3 separate regions of the Oryctolagus cuniculus genome follow, and regions 1 and 3 are each linked to region 2. A link is a contact called in public Micro-C data. All regions are on one chromosome and are shown on one strand. The core of a region is the stretch at or near the end of the contact, and the rest is flanking DNA. Distances in the headings are between cores, read along the strand shown. Region 1 holds the start of LOC100338504 (large ribosomal subunit protein eL32). Region 2 holds the start of XXYLT1 (xyloside xylosyltransferase 1). Region 3 holds the start of ACAP2 (ArfGAP with coiled-coil, ankyrin repeat and PH domains 2).

The links. A called contact is a pair of places that touch in the nucleus more often than the background predicts.
Region 1: a contact with region 2 is called in a Micro-C map of ear pinna, with 5 times the contacts expected there. The contact joins the promoter of LOC100338504 here to the promoter of XXYLT1 in region 2. A contact is called at or near these places in 4 of 6 Hi-C or Micro-C datasets (ear pinna, embryonic fibroblasts, skin fibroblasts and 1 more).
Region 3: a Micro-C map of ear pinna shows a contact between it and region 2, with 5 times the contacts expected there. The contact joins the promoter of ACAP2 here to the promoter of XXYLT1 in region 2. A contact is called at or near these places in 2 of 6 Hi-C or Micro-C datasets (ear pinna and psoas muscle).

Annotation. Positions count from the first base shown.
Region 1 is chr4:84,093,382-84,097,851 of mOryCun1.1, forward strand. LOC100338504 (large ribosomal subunit protein eL32) reads right to left here and starts at 2,140. Exons shown (of 1, transcript XM_051818932.2): 1 at 37-2,140. The coding sequence starts at 511. The coding sequence ends at 104. It overlaps PPP1R2 (protein phosphatase 1 regulatory inhibitor subunit 2), which reads left to right. Exons shown (of 6, transcript NM_001082744.2): 5 at 2,140-2,307.
Region 2 is chr4:84,312,439-84,317,168 of mOryCun1.1, forward strand. It overlaps XXYLT1 (xyloside xylosyltransferase 1), which reads left to right and starts at 3,424. Exons shown (of 4, transcript XM_008266698.4): 1 at 3,424-3,960. The coding sequence starts at 3,457.
Region 3 is chr4:84,151,937-84,156,492 of mOryCun1.1, forward strand. It overlaps ACAP2 (ArfGAP with coiled-coil, ankyrin repeat and PH domains 2), which reads left to right and starts at 1,466. Exons shown (of 23, transcript NM_001082174.1): 1 at 1,466-1,524. The coding sequence starts at 1,472. LOC108177995 (a long non-coding RNA gene) reads right to left here and starts at 937. Exons shown (of 4, transcript XR_011387985.1): 1 at 403-937.

The DNA.
Region 1 (4,470 bases), core at 890-3,389, 220 kb before region 2:
ATTTATTCCTCCTATCAAACTGTACACCTGTACCTGTTTTTTTTTTTTTTTTCCGGTTTTTAAGGTTTTATTTAAACACAAATAAAATGCGCACCCAAGCCGCCTACTCATTTTCTTCACTGCGCAGCCTGGCGTTGGGGTTGGTGACCCTGATGGCCAGCTGGGCCGCTCTCTCCACAATGGCTTTGCGGTTCTTGGAGGAGACGTTGTGAGCAATCTCTGCACAGTAGGATTTGTTGCACATCAGCAGCACCTCCAGCTCCTTGACGTTGTGGACCAGGAACTTCCGGAAGCCGCTGGGCAGCATGTGCTTGGTCTTATTGTTGCTCCCGTAGCCAATGTTGGGCATCAAGATCTGGCCCTTGAATCTTCTCCGCACCCTGTTGTCAATACCTCTGGGTTTCCGCCAGTTATGCTTAATCTTGACATAGCAGTCCGACTGGTGGCGGATGAACTTCTTGGTCCTCTTTTTGACGATCTTGGGCTTCACCAGGGGTCTGAGGGCGGCCATGGTGCCTGCCCTTAGTACTACGCAGAAAACTCGAAATTTTTTCTGAAATGAAACCCACACCTATACCTGTTAACCAACTCTCTCCATCTTACCTCCAAACATTCTCAAACCACCCCCAGGCTCTGGTAACCACTGTTGTACTCTCTGCTTCTATGAGATCAGCTTTTTATTGGAAATCAGAGATCTTTGCAAATAAGGAATTATAACTCAGTGCTTTGTCACTTTAGTTATTTATTTGCTATTTGAAAGGCAGAGTTAGAATCTTCCATCTGCTTGTTTATTCCCCAAATGGCTATGAAAGCTTGAACTGGGCATGGCCAAAGCCAGGATTCTAGAACTCTATCAAGATCTTCCCTTGCTTTCCCAGATACATTATTAGGGAGCTGAATCAGAAGTGGAGCAGCCGGGACCCATATGGGATGCTGGTGTCACAGGCAACAGCTTAACCCTCTCCACCACAATACAAGCCCCACTTGTCACTACTTAAAAATTATATAAGTCTGCTATGTACATGAGAGAATGTTTCCTGTTTTTTTATATATATATATATATGAATTTATTTATTTATTTGAAAGTCAGAGTTACACAGAGAGAGAAGAGGCAGAGAGAGAAAGAGAGAGAGAGATGTCTTCCATCTGATGGTTCACTCCCCAGATGGCCGCAATGGCTGTAGCTGGGCTGATCCGGAGCCAGGAGCTTCTTCTGGGTCTCCCACTCAGGTGCAAGACTTGGGCCATCCTCTACTGCTTTCCCAGGCCATAGCTGGATCAGAAGAGGAGCAGCTGGGACTAGAACCAGCGCCCATATGGGATGCCAGTGCTTCAGGCCAGGGCTTAACCCGCTGCACCATGGCACCGACCTCCTGTTTATATATTAAAACTATGATATAGTTCTTGACCTAGAATTAACCACTGTTAATTGTTGTTTAGTATTTTGCATATGTGCTTGTATATGTATGTGTACAGGCTTTGTACATAATATGTATATGGTATTATAACATGCTTTTTTTCCCCCATTCAACTCCTGATGAGGAAATATATTTAAATTCTATCTCAAATATAATTCTTTTTTTTTAAAGATTTATTTATTTTTCACTTGAGAGTCAGAGTTACACAGAGAGAGAGAGAGGAGAGAGGAGAGAGAGAGAGAGAGGTCTTCCTTCTTATGATTCACTCCCAATTGGCTGCAACGGCCAGAACTGCACCGATCCGAAGCCAGGAGCCTCCTCCGGTTCTCCCATGTGGGTGCAGGGGCCCAAGTACCTGGGCCATCCTCCACTGCTATCCCAGGCCATAGCAGAGAGCTGGATTGCAAGTGGAGCAGCCGGGACTAGAACTGGCATCCGTGTGGGATGCTGACGCCCCAGGCCAGGGCGTTAACAACTCTTACTCCTGTCTTCTCTTGAGATACACTTGAACAATTTAAAGCAGCAGTTAGCAAACTTTTCTGTAAAGCACCAGGTAGTAATATTTTAGATTTTGTTGTCTGCAGTGTTTTTGCAAACTACTTAACTCTGCCATTGAGCACAAAAACAGCATTAAACATGATGAAAACAAACATGACTTTCCCAGTAAAACTTAGTCTCTTGAGCTGAGACTTTCTGAGCTTGTTTTTTTGGTATCTTACAGAAAAAAAGCGACAATTTGAAATGAAAAGGAAGCTTCACTACAATGAAGGACTAAATATTAAATTAGCTAGACAGTTAATTTCGAAAGACCTACATGATGATGAGGAAGATGAAGAAATGTCAGAGACTGCAGATGGAGAAAGCATGAATACAGAAGAATCAAATCAAGGTTTGATGTTTTGAAAGTATCACTGAGACTTTTGATCCTCTCCGTCTTAGATATAATTTGATTTAAAATTGCAGGAGAAAACTCATATTTTATTGTGATGCTGAATGTTTCTAAAATTTCAACTCCTGTGGCAAATTTCAAAAAAGTTTTTAAAGAGTATTTGTTAACTTAAGACCATATGTTATAGTATGTGGCTTTGTTTTATGATCTACTTGGCTTTGGACAAGGATATCTGTCATCTTTAAATTGTAGTTTGTTTTAAATGTTTTCAGGTCATATTTTGTCATAATGAGCTAATGAAAACTTAAAATTTTTAAAAGAAACATGATGGAGTTTTTGTTTTCATTTTTTATTTATGTAAGAGACAGAAAGCTCCCATCCACAGATTTATTCCACAAATGCCCACAAGGGCCAAGACTGTGCCAGGCCAAAGCCAGGCATTCCTTCCAAGTCTCCAATATGGGTGGCAGGAACCCAGTTAATTGAACCATCATCATTGCCTCCCAGGGTCTATGTTAGTGGGGAATAAGGAGGCCGAGTGGTGAATCAAACCCAGGCACTCTGATATGGGATGCAGATGTCTTTGCTACATTGGTGTCCATCCCAGCAACAGATATTTAATGTGAAAGATTTCTTTTACATCCCTTTAGTTGGAGAGCATGTCATATCTTTCCAATGTTAATTCTCTTGGCTGTTGGATTGGCAGTCTATGTGATTTTTTTTAAGTCTTTTGAAAACCAGCCCTTTGTAGCGACTCTTTCCCAGTCATAGGAAGTAGATTTTACTTATTTACTATTCTGAAGGTGAATCTTCTTTACCACTAATGACTTTTTAAGCTTATTACCTACTCTTCATATTTAAACACTGATGCTTTTCGTTGGTGGTGCAACTTACTTTATTTATGACGCTGAGAATGGTTAAGTCTTAGGAAAGTAAACTATCATGTTATTGTCCTGGTGAGCATAGTATGAAATATGAGTAATTCTGTGATACAAACTGGTGAGTCACTGACTCATAATAGTGTCAGATTATAATATTTTTGGTTATTCATGTTAAGTAGTAGTTATTACATGTCTGTCTGCCTTTTAAAAATATATAATCCATTTTTAGATGACCTATATCTCCCATATAACTGCCTTGGAGTCTTTGTTTTCTATTTTACCCGTGTCCTTATGGTTTCTTTTGGTGTATTCAAGTGAATAGTTTCAACTTTTCATCAATTTCTATTCAGACTTCCGACATTAACTCTTAGTGACAATGGTAAGACTATGAATACCCCTCTTGCTGCTGGAAATTTACACCTGCACCAGTGCTTTCCTGTCCAGTCCTGTCCTGTCCTGTCCTTTCTTTTCAATTTCTTTTTTAAAAAAGATTGATGTATTTATTTGAAAGGCAGAGTTACAGAGAGAATCTTCATTGCCCTGTTGCTTCCCAAATGGTCACAATGGCCAGAGCTGGGCCAGACTGAAGTCAGGAACCAGGAGTTTCATTCAGGTCTCCCACTTTTAGGTGGCAGGGGCCCAAGAACTTCGGCCATCTTCTACTGCTTTCCCAGGCACATTAACAGGGAGCTGGATTGCAAGTAGAGCACCCAGGAATCAAACCAGTGCCCAGATGTAATGCCAGTACTGCAGGCTGCAGCTTTGCCTGCTGCGCCACAACTCAGGCCCCTCTTTTCCATTTTTTAAGCCATGACCTTTTTTTTTTTTTTTTTTTTTTTTTCAATTTGACAGGGAGAGCTAGACAGTGAGAGAGAGAGAGACAGAGAGAAAGGTCTTCCTTCTGTTGGTTCACCCCCCCAAATGGCCGCTAAGGCCGGCTGGCTGCGCCGATCCGAAGCCAGGAGCCAGGTGCTTCCTCCTGGTCTCCCATGGGGTGCAGGGCCCAAGCACTTGGGCCATCCTCCACTGCCTTCCCGGGCCACAGCAGAGAGCTGGACTGGAAGAGGAGCAGCCAGGACTAGAACCCGGCACCCAAATGGGATGCTGGCGCCGCAGGCGGAGGATTAACCAAGTGAGCCACGGCGCCGGCCCCAAGCCATGACTTTTAAAATATAACTGTGGCCTTTTGTCCATCTCTGCCTGTAAGACATTAAATCTTGCACAATACTTATCTATATTTTTCTTTGTAAGTTAGATGATTAAAATTTGTATTCACTCAGTG
Region 2 (4,730 bases), core at 2,174-4,673:
AAGTCTAAGGTGGAAAGAATAGGTTGGACAATTTGTCCAACTTCACAAATGTGCTCATTACACAACAGGAAACACCAATTACCAAATCTCTTCTGGCCAGAAATCAGAGAAGTTGAAGTTAGAACTGAAGGGTTATTTGCTCACCACAGTTCTTTGTCCACTTAACCATGTTTTGATTCACCCAGATACGTCAATTTGATGCTGAGAAAACTGCACATATCATCATATGACACACTGCATACTTTTTCTTGTCTGTGTTCTGCTAGAATGCATGCTCTCTGAGGGCAGAGATTTTAATTTTTTTATATCTCTAGGTGCTATTTTACTTAGTATGTAGTAGGCACCCAATATGCATTGAATAAATGGCTGGCTATCTTTTTTTAAAAAATATATTATTATTTATTTTTAAAAGATATTGTTTACTTATTTTAAAAATTTATTTATTTAAATTTATTATTTGTTATTTATTTGAGTTACAGAAATGGAGAGACACCAAGAGAGATATTACATCTACTGGTTCACTCCCCAAATGGCTGCAATGGCTGGGGCTGGGCCAAGCCAAAGCCTGAAACTCTGTCGGGGTCTCCCATGTGGGTGCAGGGACACAAGGACTTAGGTTATCTTCTGCTGCTTTCCCAAGTACATTATCAGAAAGCTGGGTGGGAAGTGGAGCAGCCCGTACTTGAACTGGCACCCATTGGGGATACCGGCATCGTAGGCTGTGGCTATACCAGCTGCACCACAGTGTCTGTCCCTGGCTGGCTATCTTGAACTACTGTTTCAGTTTCCAGTGAACAATTTACTTCAGAAGGTGTAACATTACCTTTTCTTTATGGGCAAAGAGCTGGGAATGATCATCTCCAATGGAAATAAAACTAGCCTGAGTATTTTCCTGATTTACTATGTAATGTTGTTATTCCTATGTAATATTGTTACTCCACAAATCCTAGGAGTCAGTGATCTTAAAAAGTTCTCAAAAAATTTTGTTGAATAAACCCTAGAATAAGTGGCAGAAGGAAATAATACCTTGTTGATATAGATGTAATTTATTAGTAATTAGAATGTTTATTTTTTTAAAGTTTAAGATGTGTTTACATTTTAAAAAATTTTAAGATTTATTATATTTATTTAAGAGAGTTAGAGGTAGAACCAGAGAGAGAGAGAGGTCTTCCATACACTGGTTCACAACCCAAATGGCGGCAACAGCCAGAGCTGAGTTGAGGTGATCCAAAGCCAGGAGCCAGGAACTTCTTCTAGGTCTCCCACGCGAATGCAGGGGCCCAAGGACTCAGGCCATCTTCTACTGCTTTCCCAGGCCACAGCAGAGAGCTGGATCAGAAGTGGAGCAGCTCGGACTCTATAACTGGCATCCATATGGGATGTCGGTGCTACGGACCAGTGCTTTAACCCATTGTGCCACAGTGCTGGCCCCATTAGAATGTAATAAAAGCTATAGATGTTGCTATGGAAATTCTGGAAGACATGTATTAATGGCTTAATAGAGATTTGGAGTTGAGTATTTATAAATACTCCAGAAAAGCTGCAGGTGCTAAATTATTATTGTACATGTTCGATACTTAGGCTTTAAAGGTTTGGTGTCTGTAGCATCGTTTATTATTTCTGAAGCATTAACCACAGTTACAATTTTTTAAAAATGATTTATTTATTTGAAAATGCAGAGTTAGGGAGAAACACAAAGAAATCTCCAATCCACTGGTTCACTCCCCAGATGGCTTCTTGGAACGCCATCTGGGTCTCCCATGTGGGTGCAGGGGCAGGAGCACTGGAGCTATCTTCTGCTTTCCCAGGCACTTTAGCGGGTAGGAGGATTGGAAGTGGAGGTGGCAGGGCTCCAACCGGCACTCAAATGGGATGTTAGCATTGTAGGCGGCAGCTTCAGCCTCAGCACAATGCCTGCCCCTTGTAATGCTTTTCATCCTTTTTCTCATAACCCTTTGAGGCAAACACTAGTATTAGATCCATTTTACATATGGTGTAATTGCAGTTCAGGGCCTTGCCTAAGCCTAACAACTTAGAGTGGCATAGCTCATGTTCCAGCCTGGACTGTCCACTCCAGAGCTTGCTCTCTTAACCAGAGTTGGGTGCTGAAACAGGGCTGGAGTAACTGGTTTTAAAAAGCTTGGGTCTGGGGAAGCAGTAAGACTTGGAATGAGATTATGGCTCCCTTAGGTGCTGATTAGACTTGGGTAATTAAGTCTGCATTTCCTTGAATATAAAATACTTCTACCTCATAGTGTTGTCTGTTACTGGTTTTTTTCAAAATGAGTTGTACGTATTGAACTTGTTAGGCCTGTTTCAGCTGCTGCAACTGAAAGGAGCAAGTGTTAAGAATGAGATGCGAGACTGGCATTGTGGCTTAAGTGGCTGCCTGGGATGCCTGTGATCCAGTCCCACCTAAGACTTCTGATCCAGCTTCCTGTTACTGTGCACCCTGGGAGACAGCAGGCCATGTCAAGTACTTGGTTGGGTGGATGGAGAGTTTCTGGCTCCTGGCTTCAGCTCTGCTCTGGGTGTTACGGGCATTTGGGGAGTGAACTGACCGCTGGAAGGCTGATCTCTCACTTTCAAATACAGTGAAGTTTAATAGATGAATTGTAGTTCTGGGAAAGGTGGGTTTCACTCACACTTTGAGAAGTAATGACATGGCATCACAAACTGGTAAGAGATCAGTCTGTGTATTCGTCCATGCACTTTGACTTCTTTCAGACATGCAAACTACTTGTCCATGGTTAATTCAACACTATCGTATATCATCAATTTAAAGAAGATCGAAATTAATGAGTTTCCGGTTGGCCGTGTCCAGCTCGAGGGTCCAAACTGCCGTTGGCTGTGTGTGGGCAAGTTACTGAGCCTCGGTTAAGGCCCTTTGTAAAGTGTTGAGGTCGGTCTGAAAACCACAAAGGAACAGATCTCAGGCGTTACTCGGCGAGGGCTCTGAGAATGACCGCGAGGTCCCCCTGCAGGCAGCCCCCTCTGCCGCTGGCTGGGGAGGCAATTTCCACCGCACTACTAGGACCGTGCTAGCTTAAATCCCCTAGCCCCATTCACGATGTGTAAAGCTTCCAGGAAACCAGGAAAGACGCAGGGTTCAGGAGACAAAACTTCTCCCTCTTACTGCATCCGGGAGAGTGCTAACCAAAGGTTCCTTTCAGGCCCAGAGTAGGCGTGTAGCCTCCGGTGCTGGGCACATCGCAGCGCCACTTCTCAGCCTACCCGCCAACCCTCCGGCTTCCAATCCCTCTGAACCTAGGACCCAGGGGCTTCCGGGTACGCCCCGACCCCGCCTCTCCGCGCACCAGCACCCGCCATTGGCTGTGGGCGGCTCGACCCCGCCTCCACAATGGCCGCCGCCTGCCGCCGCGGCCCCTAAGAGGCTGCGGGGTTGCTGGTCTCCACGACCCATTCCCGGCTGCTGGGGCCGCCTGCTTGTGGCGCATGGGTCTTCTCCTAGGCGGGTCCCCATGCGCTCGGGCCATGGCGCGCTTGGGCGCTGTGCGCTCCCACTACTGCGCGCTGCTGCTGGCCGCGGCGCTCGCCGTCTGTGCCTTCTACTACCTGGGCTCGGGTCGGGAGACCTTCTCCAGCGCCACCAAGAGGCTGAAGGAAGCCCGCGCCGGGGCCCCCGCCGCGCCCTCGCCGCCTGCGCCGGAGCTGGCGCGCGGCTCTGTGGCGCCGGCAGCGGGCGCCAAGGCCAAGAGCCTGGAGGGCGGCGGGGCCGGGCCGGTGGACTACCACCTGCTGATGATGTTCACCAAGGCGGAGCACAATGCTGCGCTGCAGTCCAAGGCCCGCGTTGCGCTGCGCTCGCTGCTGCGCCTCGCCAAGTTCGAGGCACACGAGGTACTTAACCTGCACTTCGTGAGCGAGGAGGCCAGTCGCGAGGTGGCCAAGGGCCTGCTGCGGGAGCTACTGCCGCCCGCCGCCGGCTTCAAGTGCAAGGTGAGCGGGGCCACAGCTGGGGGCTCCTGGCGGGTGGCCCACGCCCGTCCTGGATACCATGCTGCGCGCTCCTGGAACAGCTGCGGGCAACAGCGGAAGGGGCTTCGTCGCCCTCCGCACTTCCAACGCCGGTAGCCCAATGCCCGCAGCCCAGCTCTAAATGTAGCCTGCTGGAGGCCTCGTCCGGGGGGCGTGTCCGGGGCCAGACGCGCTTGGCTGGTGCAGGAGGGGAGTGAGGGGTTCGTAGGCCGCCTTGCTTTCCTCTCCCACGTGAAGCGCTGCCCCGGGAGCGTGAACACGCCCCCACTGGGCGGCGTGGCAGGGTTCAGTGGCGCCTTCGGAGTCTGCTCCTCGTATTATGCCCTTCTGAGGACGGAACTGACCATTTGAGGGCACCAGCTGTTAGCCCGTCACGTTCAGCTCCGCATGGCCTTGGTGAGGCTCCTAAGGTATCTCAGTCGGGTCTGGCCACACCTCGTGCGAACTGTCTCATTTCCTCTCTGGTGCCCTCTCCTGCCCTTTAAGGGTCATGAATCCATTCAGAGAAAGCGCCGCTTCCTCCAGCTAAGCCAGAAGAAGCTCTGAGAGGTCGCAGTATGATGAGCTGGGAGAGCAGAGCTGGCCACCTTGTCCTGGGCTGGGCCCTCAGGTCAGCTCATGTGCCTGGCTCTGCTTGGCTGAGACTCGTGTGAATTGCCTCCATCAGATGGTTGCCTCCTTTTGACCTAAAAGTTACACAGAGGGGATCTAAGGTCGAATTTTTGGATAGG
Region 3 (4,556 bases), core at 216-2,715, 160 kb before region 2:
TGTCATCATGCTATACTTAACCAGATGGTCAAAAGGTTAAGAGTTTAGACAGTAAAAGTGTAAGTGCTGAAACTTAGTCCTTGATTACTGAAGAAGAAAGCGGCCAGTTACAATAACCAACAGTCACTGAATTATTACTATGTGGCACTCTGTTAACTTGACAACTCTATTGGAATAGTGGTGTTATCTTAATTTTAAAGCCACAAACCTAGGAAGTAAATGGAAAAAGTTTGCTCCCAGATTCTCAGAGCCATTATGCTGTCAGAACACCCTACATAGACACTCTTAAGAAGCGCCTATGACTTTCAAGTTCGTTTAAAAAATATATTTAAGGGTAATGAATTCATTGCCCTTTTTGCTACCAATGGCATCTTACAATTAGGGAGTATGGTAAACACTTGCCTTGTGGAGTCAAGTTGAGAATCAGCTCATGAATACGTTAAAGTGCTTCTGGAAAAAGTGTGGAGCAAAGGGGCAGGTGTTGCACGGCGGGGCACATGAAGCCCGGTCTTCAGACGGGCCTCAGGGCACGGAGAGAGGAGTCAGCGAGGAGAGAGCCGTCTGCTGCGGCTCTGGGAACAGTTCCTCCACAGAGACGCCCTGCCCCTCGCAGCTGTGTGCCTCCTTCTGCTCTTTCCACGCCCATCCCAAACGCCAGCTCTTGCAGGAAGTACGGGGGAGCAGTTTCCAGATTATTAATCGATGGAACCAGGACGTGAAATATGACTTTTATCATTAAAGTTGCCCCCTCTCCTCTCTTGGCCTCAGTTTCTCTGAACTGAAAGTCGTGGTTTAGCCAGTCTCTTCCTTTATAATTTTTACCCCTCACCCCTTCAGATTTTTGCCAAAGCTGCTTTGAAGAGCAAATCTGCCTCCTCAGACCTGCAGGAGGCGGCTCCTCAGCGTTGGCAGCTCAGCAGGGCGGGGCTGGGAAAGCAGGAGAAGAGGCGGAGGCTCCGAGGGAAGCGCGGGGCGCAGTCACGTGACTTCCTTCCCAAGGAGCCTCGGCTGCAGGCCTCCCAGCAACCGATGCGTCCCGCCTAACGACGCCTGCGCATCTCGGTTGGCCGTCGGGAGCGGTTGTGGCAAGGAGGTGCCCACGGTCGCGCTCTTCATTGGTCCGGGCAACCGTCGCTCAGGTGTGTTGCCGGAGCGCCCGCAGGCGGTGCTGCCGGAAGCCCCGCCCATTGGCCGCCGGGTTCGTGGCTGGCTGGCCGCGGCTGTCACTCCGGGGCCGTTTCCCTGAGGCCAGCGCTCTGCTGGGGGCGGGAGGAAGAGGGGCCGGACTGGGGCCTGAAGAGCCGTCGCTGTCTTCGCTGCTGCTATGACCAGCGGCCGAGGCGCCCTCCGCAGTCCCGCGCAGCGCTCGTAGCGGCCGAGCTCCCGCCGAAGCCGTCCGGGTCCCCAGCGTGGCCGCTCCCGCGGCCCCTCGGCTCTTCCGTCGCCGCGCGCTAGGCGAGGCGGAGGCAGGATGAAGATGACGGTGGATTTCGAGGAGTGTCTGAAGGACTCACCCCGCTTCAGGTAGCCAGCACGGCCGCCCGGCGCCCGGCCGGCGTCGCCCGGGAGCGGCCTCCCCAGCGGTGGGGGCGTGAGAGCCGGCCCGCGGAGCGGGCGGAGGGCCGGGCAGTCCTTGTCTTCCGACGGGCGAGCGTGCCCCGACGAGGGCACTGCAGCCCCCGACCGACCTTTCCCGAGGGGCCAGGCGTGGCCGGCAGCGGGCCGCCGCCTCCTTACCCCCGCACCCCTGCACCCCCTCACCCTCTCTTCCTCGCCCTCTGCCCGGGGCGGAGCGCCCGCGTTCCCGAAGTCTCGGCCCCTCGCGGGCGCGCGCCCTGGCCCCTTCCTCCGCCCGCTGCTCTTCCTCTCCTCTTCCTTCCGCTCCCTCTCGGCTTCCACCCCTCCCCACCGCCTTGCACGGAGCTCTCAGGGCATTCTCTCGCCCCTCACTTAGTTCCTCTTTGCGCTTTTCCGCTCCTCTTACCCGCGGGCGGGGGCCGTGGGGAGCGAGGTGGGACGCGGGCTTGAGCTGCTTCGCTCTCCGGAGGGCGCCGGCGGCCGGTTCCTGTGGGAGTCCTGGCGCCCTGATCGGCGACCGTCCGCTTTTCTGTCCACTCGAGCTCTCCGAAGAGGCACTGCTGCCCAGGGGTGCAGGGCTTCGGGGTGAGGACGAGGAGAAACCAAGCGTGCGTTTCTGCTTTGAGAACGGAAGTAGGAGGGCCCCGAAGGCTGCGTTTGCATTGCTTTCCCGCTGCCGGGTCCGGGAGGGCCTCGACCGCGGGCGGTGCGCGAGGGGACCTGTCACTTACCCTGCCGTGGTGGCATTCCGGTCACCCGCGGGAGAGGCTGCCGGCCGGAGGCGGGCTAGGGAGGCTCTTTCCCTCCGGAGCGTTCTAGCAAACTCGTGAATTGCTTTGCAGAGTGGAGTTTGTCTAGGTTGTGTTTTTATCGTGTGTTTACAGGGCTGGCCTAAGGTCTTAAAAAAAGGGGGGGGGGGTGGAGGCATAAAACTTACGATAGTGGCATTTCCTGAAAGTTTCCTCTGTGCTTGGATGTAGCGGGGTCTTTAAGAACTTATAGACAAAGTGTATCCTGAAAACACTATGCATAGATGTCCAGTTTTGCACGCAAGCTTATTTTAATTCCTTTTTCCCACGAACTTTTTAAAGTGCCCTCATACGTGTGTTCCCGCTGATCTCTCAGCCTGAATTCTAAGTCCTAGTGCCGTCTGCCTGGAAGCGAACTTCCCATCCTGACTGTTCATTCTCCTTCCGGTGAAAAGTTTAAGAAAAAGAATTGTAAAACTAAGGAACTCTTAACAGTTTAAAGAAGATATAACAACACTTTCTGCCTTTGATGATTTTGGGGTGTTCATTTTCTTTGGAGCTTAGGGCTGTTGCCTACAGAAAACAACACTTGGACTTGCTGTTGTTGTCATTCGCTTTTGAAAGTTTTAGTCTCTGCATGAATTGAAGGACTTAAGACAAACAGCTTGGATTGTGTAGGACAGCTTTTCAGGTTAGTTTTCAGGGCAGTGTGTCAAATGAAGTATTTTTTAAAGTGTACCTTAGAAAGTTATGCTTTTTGTAAGTTTTTTTAATATGACTCAGCTATTTTAAGTGATCACAGCATTTTTCTCTTAGGGAATGTAACTGTGCTCTTTGTTTTACCTTTTAAGTTTGGTTCTTCAAAAAAGAAGTTGAGTGAAGTGATTTGGAAATAGTTCTAACCATGGTGTTGGTTGCAAACCATGTGATGTCTTTGTTTTTGAAATAAATGAATTATTGAGTATAAGACGAGAGAAGGATACTGATTAGGTTATAATGAACTGTTAAACTTGAATGTAAAATTTATTTTAATTAAGATTAGGTTTTTTGAAAGGTTTATTATATTTTATTTGAAAGGCAGAGTGACAGAAAGCGAGAGACTGAAAGAAAGCTCTTCCCATCCACTGGGTCACTCTCCAAGTGGCCACAATGGCTGGAGCTGGGCCAGGACAAAGCCGGGAGCTTGGAACTCCATCTGGATCTCTTTTGTGGGTGGCAAGGGCCCTAGTACTTGGGCCATCTTCTGCTGCTTTATCAGGTGCATTATTAGGGAGCTGGATCAGAAGCAGAGCAGCTGAGACTTGAACCAGGACTCTGAAATGGGATGCCAGCATTGCAAGTGGGGGCTTCGCACCATGCTAACCCCAAGATAGTAGAGATTTTTCAAACAGATTTATTTATTTGAAATGCAAAGCAGCAGAAAAGGAGAGATGGATACTTTCCACCTGCTGGTTCACTCCCCAAACAATTACAACAGCCAGGACTGGGCCAGGTGAAAGCCAGAAACTCTGTATGCATTACAGGGGCCCAAGTACTTGGACCATCATCCACTGCCTTCCCAAGCTCATTAGCAGGAAGCTGAATCACAAGTGGAGCAGCCAGCTCTCTGCTATGGGTTGCCAGTATTGAAAAACTGTGGCTTATCCCTTAGTGCCACAATGGTGGCCCCGATATTAAAGATTTTTGAGAGTTGTGTTTCAAGTGTTCCAATTATTGTTACCTGCAAATAGAGTAGAGATACTGAGATTTCAGGATGTCTTGTGTACATTTCAAAGTTTAGATTAGATTTACAATAGAGGGAAGAATATCAGGAAATAGAAGTGTCATTGTTAACATTCCTAATTTTTACAATTTTCTGTTACCTTATTACTGTATGGATTTGTGTGGCATTTGAAAAGAACATTTTAGAAGTCTATTCATGCGCTGCATCTTTTAGAGAAGCTTCAGAGAATTGCACATGTAATAAGTGGCATATTGAAACTCATATCAAAATGGAAAATTTGTGAGGATTGAGCTTGTTTTTTAATAACAAGGCAGTTGCACTTGGAGCAACCCTATCTATTGTGCTGTCTTTAAATTAATTCCTATTTTTATTTTCTTCACAAATGAGTCTCTGACATTTCAATCTGGTGTGTGCTTGTCATTGCCTTAGGTGCTGTACTGTAGAATTAAAGGCAAATCTTGCTAAGGAAAAATTTCACTGGTGTTCTAAAAGAAACATTCTTAAAC